2 separate regions of the Hordeum vulgare genome follow, and region 2 is linked to region 1. The links are chromatin contacts, called in public Hi-C maps. All regions are on one chromosome and are shown on one strand. Each heading gives the region's core, a stretch centred on a gene start, on an enhancer-like site or on the middle of the called end of the contact. The rest is flanking DNA. Distances are from core to core; before and after follow the strand shown. Region 1 holds the start of LOC123443918 (WRKY transcription factor 22-like). Region 2 holds the start of LOC123443919 (kinesin-like protein KIN-13B).

Region 1 (6,362 bases), core at 73-2,572:
TAGCTCGTCCATCGGTCATTCCGTCGTAAAAAAAGGAAAGTCGCATCTAGGCCAAGTTGCGGGATTGCAACGCACAAAAAGGGATGGATGGACCATTTCACTTGGTGCAAAGACAGACAGAGAGAGAGCCGTCGGCGTCGCCGGCTACGAGCCCACTATGAGCAACGATCCTTCTCGTCGTGACTGAAACATTGCAATCGGCTAGCTACTCTTTTCGCAAGCGAGTTTCAGTGCGCGCATAATGAAGAAACATTCTCGTGGTAATCCTGTCGTGCCAAGTTTCTATACGGCTCGATATGTAGACGTACGTTACGTAGCATGCAGGCAGCCTAGCTGGCCATCACAGAAGCTTCACGGGTAGTACGGTACAGTAATAATTAAGAGGACGGCAGAAGTTTTTGGTGTATGCATGGGCGTGCTTTATGTTCCAGCTTACCGGGAGGGGTCGGGATGAGGATGGATGTGCCATGTAGCCAGCCGGAGCGGACGGGTGATTGCAACCGGCAACCGGACCGAGATCACGTGTCACTCGGCCCTCAACGGGAAGCACGATGAGGGGATGACTGCACACCCAAACCTAACAGCCGCAGTAGTGGCGATCGGCCAGCCAGCCATGGATAACGTGGACGGACCGAAGCGTACCTGTCATTCAACACAAGGCAGGCAGGCAGGCAGGCACACTTGGTTATCCATATTACGAGTACTACTTATTATCTTCCAATTGTCCATCGCTGTCGTGATGTAAAATTTGCGCGTGGGACGGAGCGGAGCAGAGGGGCTCGGCGCGTGCGCGCCGGGCCCCCGCGTGCGCGCACTAGACAGAGCAGCGCGCGGCGGCAACAGCGGCTGGGCGGGACGCGAGCAAGGAAGAGAGAGAGAGACGACGACCACCGGCCGAGGGGCCGATCCCTCTCGCGTCCTTGTCGTGGCCAAAAGACTCCACCGTCGCTTTGCCACTTATCCCCGCGCCGATTGGAGCGCCGCCCTCGGCCGCTCTGCCCCCACGCGACACCCCCGAACGGCTTGAGAGATCTGACGCATATGGGCGAGATTTTGTGCCACGGCTCCCTCTCTCTGCCCTTTGACATTTACACAAGGTCAGATCCAGAATAACCGACGCCTGACGCGCCCAAGTGGCTAGTCAAGCGCAGCCAATAATATAGGATCGGCATAAATAAAGAGTCAAGCAAGCGTAAAGTTAATTCGCGGCTACTGCTACGTATCTATATTCCCCTGTCCGTGGCTTCTCCTTCTCCTTCTCCTTTAAAGTTAAATGACGCCAGAGAGTTCCCTCCAAAGATTCCACCCTTTTTTCTTCTAGCTCTAGCTCAGCCCTCTCTCCCTTTTGACATTTGGAGCAAAGTCAAACGAAACAATAGGGAAGGGAAGACAAGGCCCTTTTGACAAGTGCGTGCGTGCGTGCGTGCATAGAGCCCCGCCCCCGTATACAATTACACAATACAACAATGGAGAGTGGCTGATCATTTCAAATCCGGACGCGATCTTCTCCTCTCTTATCCCCTGCGCTTGCTGCTGCGAAGCGCGCGCCGTGCCCACCACTTGCCTTTGACTTTACAGGGATCGAGTCATCGCCCTCGTGCCACTCCTCTCGCTCCTCCTGGACGACCTCGAATCATCCACCCAGAGGCCAGAGTCCGTCCGTCCTCCCAGCATACTACGCGTCTACTACACCATGTAGCAGTGGTACAGGCGTACGCGTATATATTTGCCCGGACCGGCCTGCCAGTGCTCAAAGTCAACCCTATCCCGCGCCGGCCAGAACCCAGCCGTCCTCCTCCTCCTCTCTACCTCTCGACCTAGCTAGATCACTTCGTCAAACCTCTCCAAGCTCAAATCCCTGCTCGCCGTTCATGTGCGGCCTGCTTCTGCGCATGGAGCACCTCAACGACTGGGACCTGCAGGCCGTCGTCAGGAGCTGCACCACCTTCTCCTCCCACCCCCAGGACCGCGCGGGTCCTTCTCCGTCTCCGGCGCCGGTGCCGGAGACGACGGTCAAGCGGGAACCACGCGGCGACGTGCTCCGGCCTGCATCCGCGGCCAAGGACGCGCCGTCGCTCTACGGCCTCGAGTACCTGGACTTGGATCACAAGCCCTTCTTGCTGTCGGCACCGTCGCCGCAGTCGTGGGCGGCAGTGGATGACCGCCATGAGATGATGATCTCTTTCCCCGCGGCCGCGTCCACGTCCGGCGTGCGCCCGCGGGTGCCGCCTGGCCGGAAGCCCGGCATACGAACCACCACCCCGCGCCCGAAAAGAAGGTACTGCTTACGTTACATACCAAGTTGATTTCTGCATCCGGCCCGATCGTATATGCAGTGCAAATTGTGATTTTGTTTGTTTGGTGTTGTTGGTGGTGTTGGTGGTGAGCAGCAAGAAGAGCCAGCTGAAGAAGGAGGTGCGCGAGGTGCCAGTGGCCGACGGCGGCGTCTCCTCCGACCTTTGGGCGTGGCGCAAGTACGGTCAAAAGCCCATCAAGGGCTCGCCTTATCCCCGGTAATTAACTAACTATAACCACTTCCACCGGCCCGTTTCCACGCGTCTCTTCCATACACCGTGCATCTCCCTAAAAAAAAACTACAGTACTGCTGTTAACAGATTCTCAACAACTGATTTCTCATAAGATGAGTCAAGGTTTACACAGATTTCTCATTTGGATATAGTACTACTGTAGTTACGAACAGTACATATAATTACGCCTAACATGCATATGAACTGGTGCTTAGAACTTACTAGTAGATGTTAGCCGCTCACCTTGCCAATTTGGCATCACGTTTTGGCCGCTACACGTCACCTGTACTTTTGCAGTACAACACGCATACTCCGGTTGGTACTGCTGTACTCAAGTGGCCCTCCGTACTGCTACCTATCTTATACGTAATCAGTATACGTATAGAAGCACCGGTAATCCTGGTCCGCATACTGAAATTTGTTAGCTTTGTGGTGACAGGGGATACTACAAGTGTAGCAGCATGAAGGGATGCATGGCCCGGAAACTGGTGGAGCGCAGCCCGGCCAAGCCCGGTGTGCTCGTCATCACCTACATGGCCGAGCACTGCCACCCGGTGCCGACGCAGATCAACGCGCTCGCCGGCACCACCCGCCACAAGTCCACCCCTGCCGAGGACCACGTGACGACGACGACCACCTCGCCCAAGAGACACGGCAATGCCCACGAGCCGGTGAGGTGCGAGGATGAAAGCAACGAGACGTCGTCCATGGCGGTGGACGGTACCACTGAAGATGCGGCGGTGGATGACGGCAGCGACTTCTGGCCGACGGAGCTTGACCTGGACGAGTTGTTGGCGCCCGTGGATGGCGACCTGGATCACGTCTTCGACGAGGATGGCGCCCTGGGACGACGGCTCTCGCTATAGCTGGAGAGGAAATTTGTAGCTATAACCTATAGGCACCACCGATTGACAACTTTTTTGCCCCTTTGTTCACACCTTTTTTTTTTTTTTGAGGGAACCCTTTGTTCACCTATTTGCGAAGGAGGGGTCACGCAGCAGGCAAGCAGCCATGTATATGCGTTTGATGTGCGTTTTGTGCTTGATCCCACTCAACAAAATTGATGAAGATTTCTTATGTAGCTCCAGTCAACGGCTGCCTACTGACCAGTAGTCTTGTATACATGGAATTGTAGTTCATCAAGGGCTGAGCATTTGACCACGACAAATCAATAAGAACTAGCCAACCTTCCTGAATCAAACGGAAGGTCTCGGTAAATCGTGCTCCGCTACTACAATAGTGATTCCGCTCTTTTCGCCCGTAATGAAATTCACTTACTAACTTCTAATTTTCCGAGACAATCAGATTACATAAAATTTGAAGATTGATGTGATCAAACTGATCAAACAAGAATGAAGAGTTAAATTTAAAAAAAAGCACAGATTTCAGACAAAAAATAGCACCGTTCCACAGTTGATAGTCTTGCCACCAGTTACAACGGACGTTTTGCACTTCCATACCACAGATGCACAGGTATGGGCTTACTCCATTACCAACTGTAGCTCGCAAAACTAGGATAAGTACTTAAAAGCTAACCTGCCACGCAAACAGCTTACAAATACGGAAACAGAATGAAGACACACATAATCCGACCAACATTGATTTGCAAGTCTGCAGCCATGTTAACACTTACGACCAGGATTTACAACATGGATGATCTGGTTTCATTAATACTCCCACTTCTTGAGCTCCATTCCATCAGGAGGGCTTCCTTCAACCGTCTTTTTCCCGACATCTTTCCAGTTGGTTGAGAGAACGGTTCCATTAGACTCCACCTGAGACAGCAAGTAGTAGTATGATCTCAGTTGCGATCTTTGCCAACACAGGTCAATTGACAAAAGGGGAGCCAAGAGGATGGAGACAGCACTTACAAAGGACTTCATCATTGCTCTACGCATATCTTCATCAGCATCACTGTAAATTTCACGGAAAAACTTGTTCAATGCAGCATCACCGTCAAGTTTCTCATCCTTCTCCTGAAACAAGCTCAAAATCATGAGAAACTTCCATGGTAGGTACTAGGGCAGTAGTGAAAGGAAAGGCTGAAAGATGATATCAGCTGCACACACACAAACCTGTTTTTTCACTTCAGCCTCAAGCTTATCCCAGTCCTTTTTGGATTTTGATGAAGGATAAGATGGCCTCTGGGCTGATTCAGCTGCAAAACAAGGAATACATGGAATGTTTCAGTGACACATGGAAGACAATGCAATATAACACTAACCCAGAAATCAGTTTTGTATAGAACTGAGACACGGTATGCTGTTCATCTAAGAACCCAGAATCACATACACGGTTCAGGCTTAAACTACCTTAGTAGCCATTCTGCGAGCTTGAGGGCTACATAAACAGCCTGGGACTGAAATAGTAAATGTGTTGCGTTTGTTTACATACACTTAGGAGTCAGCGCCATCTAACATTTCATATAATTTTCTCATAGATCTGTTACCCTCAGTGTGCATGACAGTATCTTTCTCACTTGGTACAGAAATCACCATATTCTTGTTGACCATCTTGTCAGGAACATGCCATAAATTTGAGCAAAGTTGGCGCTGGTAATGTCCAGCAGATTTAAAATATTTTAGGTGATTATTTTTCATAAGAAAAACTTGTAGAACAACTACTTCAAATACCATAGAAGAGTCGGTCAGATGTAGTAATAATCAATACAGAAGTTCAATCACAGCAAGGTTTTCCCACTAGACAAGCCTATAATTTTGCTCACATTCAGCCCTCAAGGAATTACCTGGTACATTTATCTTCTGAGGAGCCTTTGGTTTACCAGTATAATCCAGTGATGTCCAAGTTACTGGCTCAGCTTTTGCCAGGCGTATTTCGACCTTTGTAGACAATACAGTATACTTGCACTTATCTGGGACGATCTGATTGTCAAAAACAATAAAATTACCAATGAATGTGCAATAGCTCAAAGCCCATTTACCATGTTATATGACCAAAATACCCATGGGCCAACATGTCAGCTCTCCCTATCCCACTAGTGTGAAGTGTGGGTCCCACTCGGTCCCCAACAACTTTCCTATTTCCTCTAAAATTATCCGCTTGCTTACTCCAGACAAGTGGGGCCCACCCTTATCATGTGAGATAGAGAGAGCTGACATGTGAGTCTAGGGGTATTTTGGTCATATAACATGGTCAACGTGTTAGACCTGACAGTAACAGTGACTAATTGCATTTTTTTTTTGTGTCCAATGGCAATTTTTAGCAAGCATCTCACTGAACAATGGCATTTTGAGCAGTTGTAACCTAAAAAGCATGGACACGGCAGAAGTTGCCGAATCCCCGTGCTGATACGGTCGGACACGGGGATACGCTCGGACACGCGGGGATACGCGTATCCCGCCGTATTTCCTGAATTATGAATTAAAAAAAGAAAAGAAAAGGGAGGACACGGCTGGGACACGTAGGGGACACGCGAAGGGCTTGATTAATCCACCGGTCGGAGCAGCACCCTCCTCCGACTTCAGGCAGCGTGGATCTGGAGCACCCTCCCGCCGCCGTGCTGCCGCTGCGCCTCTGCCGCTGCCGCAGCTGCTGCTGCTGCGCTTCGCTGCCGCAGTTGCTGTTGTGCCTCTGCTGCTGTGCTTCGTTGCTGCCATTGCTGCAGCGGCAAGAGGAGCACGCTGGGAGGAGGGGGGTGGCAAGAGGTGCTGCGGGGGGAGTTGAGAGATCCATCGCTGGGAGGAGGGGCAATGGCAAGAGAGTGGCGGCTTGGTCAAAGCATTAGGGCAGAGAGAGATAGGGCTTGAGTTTTGACGGTGCAGATTGATCCGTGGCATGCACTAGCTGGGCCGGCCCAACTACTAATATCCTCTC
Region 2 (6,172 bases), core at 3,556-6,055, 460 kb before region 1:
TGTCGCGGGAAACGGGACTCACATCCTATTCTCTTGTACGACTGCTAGGTCCCTCTGGATGTTTGTTCGGGACGCGCTTGGGCCACAGTGGACGGCCTCTGACCTGGCTGAGTTCTTGCAAGCCAAGGCAATGCAGTCGGGCAGCAATAAGCGCCTTTTCTAGCCGATCTTCACAACGATGTCATGGATCCTTTAGACTACGAGAAATAAGATGGTGATTAAGAGGATTTTCTTGCAGCACACCTCTGATGCTTTTTTCAAAATTTTCATTTTCCTGCAGCACTGGCACCCGTTGGTTAGGTCAAGGGATCAAGCGCGCCTTGGGCGGATGTTGAATGCGTTTCACACCTCAGCTCGCAGTCTTGCCCAACCGCCTTCTGCCAGATGATATGACCATTTGGTGGCCTTTTTTTCATTTCTTCTTCGGGTTTTTTGGGTTTGCTTGTGTTGTGGCCCCGGCAGATAGTGGATTTTATGTTGGTACCTCTAGTTATAGACTTGATGCTTTATTTATAAAGCGGGACGAAAGGCTGTTTCGAGAACACTGCAACTTGAGGTAACTACATAAATAAGGTACGTGTGCAACGACATACCGGAGTCTTCATGCACGGGAAAAAATAGCAGGGTACTCATGTGACGCGGATCTACATACACATGGATTAAACTGAAGTACGAAGCACACGCATACAATGGAGAGACTCGGGAACAAATATGTTACGGAGAAGGCCACCGTAAAGCAGCAGTCGACTAGCCATCTAGTTCTGCTTTCGCCGCATCTATGGGTTCAGAACTGCATCGGCACCGGCGTTCGCAAGGCGAGACCGCGTCGGTGCAGAGCTCATGGGGGCAGATAGACTCTGCTGCCTCTGTCCCCAACTTCCTCATTACCCTCGGAGACGTGGTAGCGACGAATATGCCGCTCTTATGATCAAGGGCACTCGGAATATAGCAGCACGCTATTCTCGTTTAAGCGCCTCTGGAACTGTGCCAGACGATCTTGTAAATCCACAATTCCAGCAGCTTTCTGTGAGAGGATACCGCTTAGTCTTGTAACGTAGTCGTCCAGTTGGTTGCCAGGCTGATCTGCTTCTATTAGTAAGTTCATCTCCTGACCAAACAAGGGGCCATTCACACGTTACGGCAAGATAATACGATGACCAGTTACAGGTAACGCAATTTACCATTCTAGGCGACTAACCTCTTTAATTATGTCCAGGGTCTCTTCCACCTGCTTTCTGTGAACACTAACTAAATCTTCCTCTTCCTGCACCAGTTAACAAACGTCAAAACCTAACCCAGGTCATATTGTATAAACGAAATGATGCAGAGGCAATAATACTGTACCTGAAGGAGGTCATTCAGATGGTCATCTTCGTCTGGCACAGCACTTCTAATTGGGTAAGCAACAGAATTTCTCATATTATTCTCGGAAGCCGGATCTCTACCCTTCTGTGCCTGTTTCCTTCCCTGCTGGTACAGTGTACCTGGTACAACGGCTATGCCTGTTGCTGCAGTACCTCTGTTCCTTTGTTCGTTGAAATAACCAGTATTCGCCGAACTGAACTCAGTGTCTTCCCTACCCTTGGGCATTCTATCCACATACGATGGCGATGGCTGTTCTTTGGCATACTGCTGCTTGGGCCAACCAAACTTACCCCTTTCAGTGATATCATTCATTACCTCGGCTGGAGAGAAAGAGGGTACAACCGGAGCCAATGGCGAAGGACTCGACTCTCGTAAAGGTGCAGCAGCCAAAGGCACATCTTTCTTGCTGTTGCTTCCTTTTGACAGACTCTTCACTCTGAAGATGAGAATATGTTACATGTGTTACATGGACAAAAAGCAGCTACTGCAACATAAAGAATGAATAAAGATAATTACCTATCAGCATATCTCAATGTGTTCAGTGTATGTTCACAAGAGCCAGAACTAGGGGAAATGCATGATATCATGACAGTGCGCGAGTCTCCAATGAATGAATCTCGCAAAACTTCAGTCAACTTGCTACCACGGAAGGGAATATGATTCTGATCATTATCAAGTGCTCTGATGCATTCCTTTAAAGCAAGCAAACTTTTATTGATCTCAGCACCCTCAATTCTGCATAACATTTTTTAAAGCACTTCAGTGTTAGCAAAATACATATGTATACTCCTATCATAGAAGAAAGTTTTGTAAGATAACCTTGTTTGTTTATCATTTTCATTTGTATCAGCACCACGCTCACTGCCAGCCAGGTCAATAAACGACAACTTGCCAGCCAATCTGGGTGGCTTAGACTCATTGCCATCAACACGCCGTTTGATAGCAAGCTGAAGAATGGCATGAGATCGTGATGACTCCTCATTTGCACCAGTTGTACCAGTACTTCTGGTGGCATTACCTCTCTCAATCAACTCCTTGATAGTTTCAAGATCAGACACCCTGTACTCTTGTAAACCAACAATGCAAACTTTCTGTTTTCCATCTTCTCTCATGCAAAGTTTACTACATGAGATAATCATTGTTCAGAACTGAAACATCATTGGCTTTCTGCATAGACTTTATTTATAAACGTAAGAGATTTAGGTATAATGTACCTCCTTTCATTAAGCAGATCATATAATTTTCCTCCATAGATCTCAAAGAAACTAAAAAATAACTGAAACCCCTGATTACGATATGTATGGTGCATTAGTCTCAAAATGTCTTGGGATGCCTTTAGAGGAAGTGGTCTCATGGTGTAGGTTTTTCCACTACCTGGATGGACAATGTAAGTTAGGAGTTGTCTTTAGTCTGCTGCAATTTTAGACATGCATCTAGAGGATGTTGGAGATATACCGGTTTGTCCATATGCAAAACAAGTTGCCTTTGTACGATTAAAAATAGCAGGAACCACCGGTTCCACTGTTTCACGATAAACCTGTAAATAGAATGAGTCCAGGTTGTTGAGAATAAATATATAATGCCTAATACTACAATTATATAGAATATGCGGATTGCTGATCACCTCATCATTTGAAACGTCCTCATCCAAAACAGCGTCGAACACAAATCCATGCTTTTCAACATACTCAGTGAGGTCAACCTGCAGAATTATGTGCCAGGCATGAAGCAATGAGAATAGACTGTCAGTAGCAAGTTAAGATCATATGGACAAGTAAAAATAAGGCAGAATGATGGAGATAACAAGCTTGGCACAAACCTTAAGTTTAGTCTCATGGACAGTCAAAGAATTTTGTTCAATGTCTATGATATCTTCTTCTTTCTTCGATATCTCCTTTTTGTTCAGAGGTCTTTTGCGCACCTGCATTTAACATTACACATCAAAACTGTAAAAAGTATATATCCTCATAGCTTTGTATGAGCCATTGAGAAAGATTCAATCATCGGGCAAGACAAACAAACATACCACCACTTTGATTTTGGCAACAGGTGCTGCCTTCTCTTTTTCAGGGAAGGCCTTGAGGTAGTTACTTTCAGCAAAAACAGCAGACTTGCTCATCTGCTTGTCTGTACCGAAGCTCATATCCGAATCTTCAAAGCCTCCTCCATTGGCATAACCAAACTTTTCAGCACCATCATACATTCCTTGTACTTGAAACTGTACGTACATATGAATTCTAGTTAATACAGAATTTACAATGTGGGCAATATTATATGACCATTGCTGCAACATAAAATATTTTGGTTTACCAATGATCCTTCATCAGCATATTAAGTACACTACACTATCTAATCTAAAGAACTAAATTTACAGAAATCAATAGCTTATAGTTATGTCGAACCATACAGTGTACGGATTTTCTTCTCCTGAAAAGGAAGGTCAAAACCTCCCAGTCTTTGCATCCCCTGTTGAACTCAGCCATAACTTCATTAAAATAGATGCAAGGCATAGATGCCGAAGCATATATTTGCAAGCAGAGTACATGGCGTGGGCAGCATTGGCAGAAACATGACCAAAATGAAACCCAACAAAAAAACACCTATGGATGCAATGCCACCTGCCACGTCTCACCAGCTAGCTAAAACCGTACCAAACATTTAATTTCGCACAAGTAGCTGAAATTCACCTAAAAAAAGACCAATGCCAAAACAAAAACTAAACAGTCTTAGTTTGCTTTCATATGCCAATAATCCAGAGAAAATTAAAAATACTTCTGAGGACCCATGCGACCATGCCTCGACAACTGGATTCAGAACGTCAGATCAATAACACTTCCTACAATCAAGAATATTACTGTATAATCTAACGCAGCCACAAGGAGATCATCAGAACAGAAGCAGTACTTATAACAATTGCAGCTCTCGTCTTACATCGGGGATAAGCTCGGTATCAAAGGCATGGAGATCGAGCAGCCCGGGGCTGAGCTGGTGCCTCTGCCCCGGAGACTCCCCAGCCGCCGCGTCCCCTCCGCGAAGCCGTGCCGGCGTCGCTGGGTCCACCGACACGAAGATCTCCCCGTCCCCGCGGCGCAGGCCGCCGCGCTGCACGCAAAATCACTCCAAATCCAAATTCATGAGCTGACCGGAGATCACGCGCTGCACGCAGATCTCGAGGAATCGTTGGCCGTACCTGGGTCCACCTGCCGGCACCGCCAGCCGTCCCGGCATTGGAGGGGACATCGAAGAGGAGCTGCTCCGAGGTGTAGCGCCGGCGCCCGCTCGCGTTCATAGCCACCGGCGAGGTAGGGCTCGGGCTGCCGGTGCTGCCCGGTGGACTGGGGAGCAAGGAAGGCAGGAAATGGGGAGGAGCGGGGAGGAGCAGGGGACAACGGGAGGCGGAGCGAGTCGTAGAAGAGGGGAGTAGAGTAAAGGCCTCTCGTTTCGGAGAGCAGTGGATTTGCGGTTTGCACCCTAGATTTCGACTGACGTTGCGCTTTCGCCCCCCAGTTTGAATTTGGAGTGGAAATCAAGGGAACGGGTAGGAAGGGGAAAGTGGGCCGTGATTTGGGGCGAGGGGACCTTTTCTCTTTCGTCCCTGCAGCTTTTTCGGTTCTGGTTAGGCAAGGCCTGTCACCACGGCTGGTTGGTACAGATTTCGTTTCCTTCCTTTTGCTTAATTTATTTATTTATATACAGTAAAAAATCCCGATTTTTAATGAGAGTTAGGTCCTACTAGTACGTCAACTAATGGGGTGCATAATATAGTTCTCCCCGTGTGGACACTATGCCAAATGGAGCTTACATGATCTTTACTCTTCTGTGTGACCCTTGGCCTAATAATGAGGTACCATTGGTAGGACCCTGCCCTAGGTACATATCCCCGTCATTAGCCCCCGAATGAATCGGGGTTCGAGTGATGAAGGGGTCGATGTAAGTTCTTGTTGAGTCGTGCTGACCTTGGTCATTTTCCTGGGATTGATAAAACTCGGGTCGACTGAAATCTCCGTCATTCGCCTTGATCGATTCTGTTGTAAAGTGTGCCCGAGTGATTTTAGATGCTTGGAGTTATTCTGAGTGACTGACGGGATCTTTTGATATGAAGGATCACTGCGGCAGGCCCGGATCTCACGGGATTCGAAATTTCGGTTTCCGCACGCCTCGCAGGGATGACGCAACTGTGAGGGCAAGTGGAGCAACGACGCATCGATTATCGCACCATCATCCTCACCACGCGTCACGTCTCCTCTCATATCGGGATAAGCTGAGATCTGGGGGACCCACCAGTCGGTGACTGAGTCGGTCGGCTATAAATATGCGGCTGGGGCTAGGGTTACGGCTGCGCCTTGATCTTTGATCTCTTCTTGCTTTTCCTCCACCTTCGTCCCACAAGCTTTGCTCAGGATTTCCTTCACCACGGCAGCCATGCCGAAGAGCAAAACCTCCAAGCTCGAGGGTGCCAAGAAGGGCGGCAAGGGGAGGAAGCCAGGTCGGGCCGCAGTGCCATCGGGGTGGATACAGGGGTATTTTCTCCCGTCCACCGTGACGAAGGAGGACGTCCTGGATCTCGTGGAGAACGGGATGGTGGTCGAGAACTCTTGGAGATTGCCGGAGGGGGAGCTTGAGCCGGCACCTCGCGAGGGGGAGCGGGTCCTTCTCCTCACACATGTCGAACGAGGTTTTTCTCTGCCTCCACACCCTTTTTTCTGGGGTTTCCTCTTTTACTTCGGGATACAACTTCACCACCTTCCACCGAATACTGTCGCGTACCTTTCTGCGTTTATCACTTTGTGCGAGTATTTCGTGGGCT

Evidence for each region. Hi-C and Micro-C count contacts between places; a contact is called where the count stands out from the background.
Region 2: a Hi-C map of leaf shows a contact between it and region 1, with 8 times the contacts expected there. The contact joins the promoter of LOC123443919 here to the promoter of LOC123443918 in region 1. A contact is called at or near these places in 4 of 6 Hi-C or Micro-C datasets (leaf and seedling) and 1 of 1 datasets of contacts at active chromatin or transcription factors (embryo).

The regions. Positions count from the first base shown.
Region 1 is chr3H:380,860,488-380,866,849 of MorexV3_pseudomolecules_assembly, reverse strand. LOC123443918 (WRKY transcription factor 22-like) reads left to right here and starts at 1,322. Exons shown (of 3, transcript XM_045120481.1): 1 at 1,322-2,278; 2 at 2,391-2,513; 3 at 2,968-4,108. The coding sequence starts at 1,872. The coding sequence ends at 3,394. LOC123443917 (protein SGT1 homolog) reads right to left here. Exons shown (of 10, transcript XM_045120480.1): 7 at 5,275-5,410; 8 at 4,604-4,686; 9 at 4,400-4,504; 10 at 3,912-4,303. The coding sequence ends at 4,196.
Region 2 is chr3H:381,325,250-381,331,421 of MorexV3_pseudomolecules_assembly, reverse strand. It overlaps LOC123443919 (kinesin-like protein KIN-13B), which reads right to left and starts at 4,805. Exons shown (of 12, transcript XM_045120482.1): 1 at 4,556-4,805; 2 at 4,297-4,467; 3 at 3,392-3,583; 4 at 3,185-3,286; 5 at 2,990-3,067; 6 at 2,821-2,902; 7 at 2,580-2,739; 8 at 2,185-2,487; 9 at 1,882-2,100; 10 at 1,345-1,801; 11 at 1,199-1,264; 12 at 534-1,108. The coding sequence starts at 4,654. The coding sequence ends at 929.